Linked DNA regions of Mus musculus: region 1 is linked to region 2. Evidence: chromatin contacts called from public promoter capture Hi-C data. All regions are on one chromosome and are shown on one strand. Each heading gives the region's core, a stretch centred on a gene start, on an enhancer-like site or on the middle of the called end of the contact. The rest is flanking DNA. Distances are from core to core; before and after follow the strand shown. Region 1 holds the start of Dnajc15 (DnaJ heat shock protein family (Hsp40) member C15). Region 2 overlaps Gm1587 (predicted gene 1587).

Region 1 (3,283 bases), core at 195-2,694, 80 kb before region 2:
TGTAACTCCAAGGACTCGGAGACCTTATTTGTTTACTTGATGCTAAAGGCACAGTCCCCCAGCACTGTACCCAAGACCTGACATATGCTCAATAAATTGAATACACTGAACACATGGATGATGAATGCATGATATGTAGGCTTCAATCCAATTCATTTGGTTTGATCACGAATAATTGTGGATTGGCTTAATAAAGTAATTTATGTAATAAAGCCGTGTTTCTGAAGAGTTCTGAAGTATTTTTAACACATTATTACATATCACCGGCTCAATTCTTGGTGTTTATTTCCATGTGGAATTTGTGACCCCTTTCTTCTTCTAACTAAAACAAACCCCATGCTCCCTACTGACCACATCAGTGGCTGAGCCTCCAAGGAAGCCTTTGTGGCTGTTCTCGTTTCTCTCTGTGAACTCTGACACTGATTTTGCTTTCATTTGTAGCTAATCTAGCATGCTTGCTCGTGCTTTTAGTATATGGTACTAGCATGGTGTTTAATGTAATCTTTCCTTCCTGATTCTAAATTCCTTCAGGCCCTAAGCATGAGAATAATAATATATGGATAAATTAATAGGTTCTTACAACTGGTTTTTTGTTTGTTTGTTTGTATGGTTTGTTTTGTTTTGTTTTTCAAGATAGGGTTTCTCTGTATAGCTCTGGCTGTCCTGGAACTCACTTTGTAGACCAGGCTGGCCTCGAACTCAGAAATCTGCCTGCCTCTGCCTCCTGGGTGCTGGGATTAAAGGCGTGCGCCATCACGCCCAGCTAGGTTCTTACAACTTTTAATGTAAAAAAACAAAACAAAACAAAAAAACCAAACCCCAAAACAAAAAAAAACCTTCTTGTAGGCTGGATTGCAAAGTGTATAAAGGGTAAAACAGCAGCCAACTTGGTACAGGGGTTAGAAAGCGTATTAGCTTCAGTTATTGCCTAATATCTGTTCGAGAAAGCTTGACCTAAACATTAATAATGAAGTTAAGTCTTTATGTATTCAAATTAGTCAAAATCATTTGCTGTGAGCGCAAGTTAGTGGATCATCAGTATCTTCCCAGTGATTTCACTAACATGTGAAATCACATTCATTTCTAGTTGGGAAGGTCAAGCAAGGAAGCCCTCCCTGGCCTTGTTTCTATTCCCAGGCACCATCGCGGTACTTTGGAATCTCTCCCTGCCTGGTTTTAGAGGAAACTCAAGGTAGACCTAAGAAGGCCCCGCCTCTTCAGGCTTGGTTGTTATAGTGGAGGGTGGCACAAACAAACAAACAAGGCTCTGTAAGGGTCTGACCCCGGGCTTTGACAGGGTCAGTTTATCGGAGATGGAATGAGAACCAGATTCTCTGCAGCCAGGTCTCCACTAATAAAACTGAACACCTACTCAGAGCGCGAACTTAACCGGTCCGCACTAATTTGTCCCCGCGGACGCCCCGTAGACAACTCAGTGCGTCCTCGGAGTCCTGCAGTGCCATGGCTACCGGTGGCGGCGTGACCTCCAGAGAGGGGCTGCGCTACGCCGAATACCTGCCTCCTTCTGCCCAAAGGTCGGACGCCGACATCGACCACACAGCGGTGAGTCTGCCGGCCGCCACTGACCTGCACCCCTAAACCCCAAGACCTCCCACTCCCACCCCCTTGCCCGGCTGCCTGTGCCCGGCGTGGTACCTGGCTGTCTCCTCAAAGTGTCACGGACCACAGAACAGGCCCACGGTTATCCAGTGAAGAGACCCATGGGTTCCCCCTGGGCAGAGGGGGCCCGGTGGAGCCAGGAGCCTCCCTTGGGGAAAAGTAGTTAAGAACCAGGGCGCGAAGCTGCGTGAGAACAGTTGGGACCTCTAGCACCCCCAAGTCTGGAGCAACTCAGCCTAGATCCGGGCAGAAAATGCTTGCGATTTATTGAGGCGGCTTCTTTCCTTCCACCTTGTGGTTCCTGAAGATCGAACTCAAGTCAGCCATCACCTCCACTGACCGAGTCACCCCGCTCGTTCACATCTGTAGGAGAGTCTAGAATTCAGGACATAACTTAGGAGGTCTCTTTAACAGCCAGCCTCAGGAATGCTAAATTGTGGGAGTCTTCACCAGTTCACGCCACTGTCCTTTCTATAACAGAAACAAAAACAAAAACAAAACAAAACAAAAAAAAAAACCAACTTTCTTGTGATATCCTGACATGAAATTAAAGTTTCTAAAAATCAATATAATAGTCAAATTGAAACGTAACGGTGAAGTAAATATCTTCTTAGTAATAAGTAGCTGTTTGAATTTGTAAATGCCTTCACGTTATTTATTATATTACAGGCTGCAATGAAGTGATCATATTGCCCTCGCATTGCAGCAGTTGTACATGGGACAGCTACAAATGCCAAGCCGGCAGGATTTTATTTTTTAAAAGGACTCACTGTATTTCCTACGCTGGCCTGGAGCTTACGATTCTCCTGCTTCAGCCTTCTTACTTCCTGGCCTATCAGATATTGGCATCCTGTTGTTATTTAAAAAAATTTTTTTTTTCCCAAAAAAGCAAACACTCTGAGGTAAATTGTTAGAAATGTCTCCTCACTTTGTAGGGTAAGTTCACTTATGGAAAATTAAGCCTGTACTAAAACAGAGTAGAAGTATAAATGGTTGAAAGTTCTTAACAAAACAAAGATGGCCAGAAACTGGTTATTCACCATTTAATGTCACTGGCATCTTGTAACACTTGGAGAGTTAGGGATGGTTTTTTATTCCTGGTTGGCCAGCCTTGCACATGATAGGACTTTTGAAATCGGGAGTCGACCATCCACAAAGTACTCTTCCTCTTAGGCAAACTACTGTGGAAGCTCAAAAGGGCTTCACAGCGTTTTCAGATTGTCCCTGAGGGATCGATGTTGACTGTGTTGAGAATACCTGGTCTAAATCAAACAGTGAGGTAGACGACAAGATTATTAGTAATGACTTTAGGTAACTGAAAATAATGGGAAACTGACAAAAGGGTGTTAGGAAAGGAAAACTTGGCCTTGAGAAGGATCAGCCTGGTTGACAGAGCCAATTCCAGGACAGCCAAGACTACACAGAGAAACCCTGTCTCAGAAGAAGAAAAAAAAAAGGGGGAGGGGGAAGGAAAGAAAGAGAAAAGAATTAGACAGTGAGCAGATGGTGTAAGCCCTCAGCCCTTGAGAGGCTCTCTGTGAGTTCGAGGTCATCTTGAGTACAGATCCAGATCTAAGACAGCAAGGACTACACAGAGACACAGTTTCTTGAAAAACAAAAACGGAAGAAAAAGAGTGATTTTTATTAGACATTTATTAGAAAT
Region 2 (3,204 bases), core at 170-2,669:
CTGGGCAGGATGCTGCACCAGGCTTTCTTTCTCTCTTCCCCTTTACTGGTTGAGGGACTCCTTAAGTCCCCCTCAAAGACCGAGGACACAAAAGGAAACCAGCAAGATTTTTTCCTTTCCTTAATGCCAGGCCCTGGAGAGCTGGCTTGCTTTTTCTTCTAAAATGCCAAGCTGGGCAAGTGGCAAACAGAACCACTCCAACCTTCACCCTTTGGGATTGTTTTTAAATATCTGTCTGTTGTAGCCAGCTTAGAATCTAGCTCTGTCTGCAAACCAGTAGAGGACACGCTTTATTGGAAGGGGCATTACTGTGAGCGCTGTGTGTCTTGTGGTGGTTTTCCTACACTGCATACTATTCTCAAGTTACAGATTCAGGGAGAGGTCCACTCAGGCTGTGAGGTGTTCAGAACCTGCTTTCAAACCCAGGACACTATTGTCTGCCCAAGGAACCAAATCTATTGCCAAGTGCGTACTAGGTTGTCATCCTAACTTGTCCTTTAGCGCTCATGAGGGGTGGACTCTTTTTGAGGAAGTAGTTCTGAGAAGTACCTCCCTCCTTGGAGATCTTTTCCTTCCTTCCTGAGCTATAGGACTTCCCCATGTGTGATGTGGGGAAAAGCCATTCATTTTTTCTGTGTCCTCCTAAGTGCACGAGGTCCTGAAGAACTGAGCCAAAGTTCCTCTTTCTACCAAGCGTTTCCCTTGCCAACATCAGTAACACCCACATCTCACAGCAAATCAACAAACACCCTCCATTGGAAGCAGCGTGAGGATGCCTTATCTGAAATGCTTGGAGCTTCAGAGCTGAGGGGGGAAAAATTAAGACTTAGAATCATTGAATACACAGTGTGATAGTTTGAGTGCTCAGAAAGTTTTAGATTTGGGTGTTGTTCGGACTTCAGATTAGGGATATTCAATTTTACTATTCTTAATTCTCTTTTCCACGAAGTCTGAAGAGAAAAAAAATAAACTAATGAGAGTTGGAGAGATGGCAGAATTGTCCCGCCTTACCTTCTCACCCAAGCTTCTTATCCTACAGCCGAGAAGAACATGTGGTCAATGAAGCTCTTCCTGGAAGTAGACAAGGCATTTCCCAGAATCCTACTTCCAAGAAGAAGCTCTGGGATCCTGCGTCATCCCATGCTGTGCCTTCCTCTTTGTGACCAAGTGCTGAAGCTTTGGCTGAGGTATAGGGACAGGCATAGCTGTGAGGCCTGGGTGGAGGCCTGGGGAAGTCTATAAATGGAGATTACAGCATTCAAGCCGCTTCAATCCTTGTGTTCTGCAGATCTTGGGCCCTTGGAGGGGGTTTATGACTAACCGTGATTGCCTGCTCCCTCAGATCTCACACAGGTCGTTTTTCTTACCAGTCCCATCTGGGGTGACTATGCCAGTATCTTTGCTGACAGAGTTGAATTTGGTCTGTGTTTCGATTGCACAAGAACAAAGCCTGCACTGTAGGAACAACTGTCTCGAGGGCACATCCAGAGCAGGCAGAGTTTCCCTCTCTCTCTCTTGTGTTCCTCTCTTTATTGCTTCCGTTCCTGTACATATTTCAGTGATGTCAGGATTTGGAATGGCTCTACCTTGAGGGGAGCCAAGAAATCCTGAGTGTGTGTGTGTATGTGTGTGTGTTCATGTGCATGAGAGTATATACTGGCAAGACCAAAGCAGTTTGATGTATATCAGCCTGGCTGTTTATTGATCCCATGGAGGTAAAGAAACAGATTGGAATCTCCTGGCTGTAAGAAATATAACCCTTGACCAGCTGCAGCCATTTTTCTGTCTCCTCTGGCCAAAACAAAACAAAAACATTCATTTAAAACTTCTCACCTGGGAAGCACTTGTTAAGAGTATTTCATGCAAATGTGTAAGTTTCTTGGGCTGGACTTGCAATTCAGATCAGGAAAAAAAAAATGGTCTTGCATGCTTATGTCTGAGCATGCATTTTGCAGGAAGCCATTTTGTGAACAAGCAGACGGATTACTTCCGTGTTCTGGGATGGTCGTGCCTCATGTGAGGTTTGGGGGTGGGTTTTGCTTCACTTTCTTCATAAGGTTTTGAAGCTCGGTGGCTAGGAAGTTGATGGGGTACTGTCCCTTGCTAGGGAAGAGGTCCTGGAAATAAAGTGTTGAAATACACGCTAAAGAAATAGTGTGTTGAATTCTTGTCTTGAAAGCTTTTTGAACAGTAACTGAACAACAAAAACAAAAAACTCCAAAAATTAAAAAAATCGGATTTATATCTCGTTTATGTTTTGAGTTTTGGAGAATGTTCCATCACCTTCTTTCCAAAGTCTCGTTTCACATTTTAAACCAGGTACAGTCTACAAAGGATAATCTCTGGAAATGCTGAAGAGACTTCTCGTTAGGATTTCCAACTTTCATGGTAAATTGAGGTAAAAGCACTGTAGCACACACCTTTAGTCCCAGCACTTGGGAGGCAGAGGCAGGCAGATCTCTGTGAGTTCGAGGCCAGCCTGGTCTCCGGAAATGACACCTTGTCGCTGTGATTTTCAGCTTCTAGTGCTTTCGGGCCACCTGCTTCACACAAGGGCCTGTGCCTGGGAGGACACTGACCCTGTGGCGTCAGAGTGCCTTGCTGGAGAGCAGCTTTCAAAAGCCAGCCGAGATCATACGGGTTCTCTCTGCCAGGGACTCGATCTGTTTCAGCCATATGCTCTACTGAAAACAGATGAGAGAGGATGAACGCAGAACCTTTTAGAAACTAATTTTTAAAATTATGTCTAACTCATCAGATAAATTTTAAAGAAAATACCATCCGAAGAATTAACCAAAAAGGTTAGGAACTATTTTTGAATCGCGAGGCTCACAAACAGCAGATGGGTTGTAGGAAGGGGTGTCTAGCCCTGTGCTTCTCTGCTAATGTCAATGACATCAGCATACGAATGTCAACCAGATGCCTGTACCTTTCTGCTTTCTACTGAAAGAGAAGATCGCTTCAGATGTTAATGAGCACATGTCTCCCAGTAGGAGAAACAGTTTATTAAAACTGGGTGCTTCAGCTCAGTGGGTGTAGGTAGGGCTAAGGCTCCTTCTCTTGGCCCCCAGGTGGTATTGAGAGCTTCCTCTCTCCCATTCTAGAGAAAAAAGAAAATACCAGGCCTCATTTTTCTGGTGTCAGCAGGGTTGAATCCCTCCATAGCACCTGGCTAAGGCCTGGCTATTCAAGCTTACAACCAGA

The links. Promoter capture Hi-C pulls out the DNA fragments that hold promoters and counts their contacts.
Region 1: a contact with region 2 is called in a promoter capture Hi-C map of macrophages, with 5 read pairs. The contact joins the promoter of Dnajc15 here to the enhancer-like site in region 2. A contact is called at or near these places in 2 of 39 promoter capture datasets (the C10 cell line and macrophages), 1 of 484 Hi-C or Micro-C datasets (cortical neurons) and 2 of 9 other capture datasets (adipose tissue and bone marrow-derived macrophages).

The regions. Positions count from the first base shown.
Region 1 is chr14:77,873,078-77,876,360 of GRCm38.p6, reverse strand. It overlaps Dnajc15 (DnaJ heat shock protein family (Hsp40) member C15), which reads left to right and starts at 1,444. Exons shown (of 6, transcript NM_025384.3): 1 at 1,444-1,563. The coding sequence starts at 1,462.
Region 2 is chr14:77,792,861-77,796,064 of GRCm38.p6, reverse strand. Gm1587 (predicted gene 1587) reads left to right here. Exons shown (of 3, transcript NR_157389.1): 3 at 1,040-2,120. Among named protein-coding and RNA genes, the nearest start is that of Gm1587, 4.5 kb to the left of the region's middle. Within about 2 kb of position 1,419, at least 47 of the 459 cell types and tissues checked have an H3K27ac peak or open chromatin away from gene starts, as enhancers often do. A contact at or near this core is called in adipose tissue, bone marrow-derived macrophages and macrophages, where this site is marked.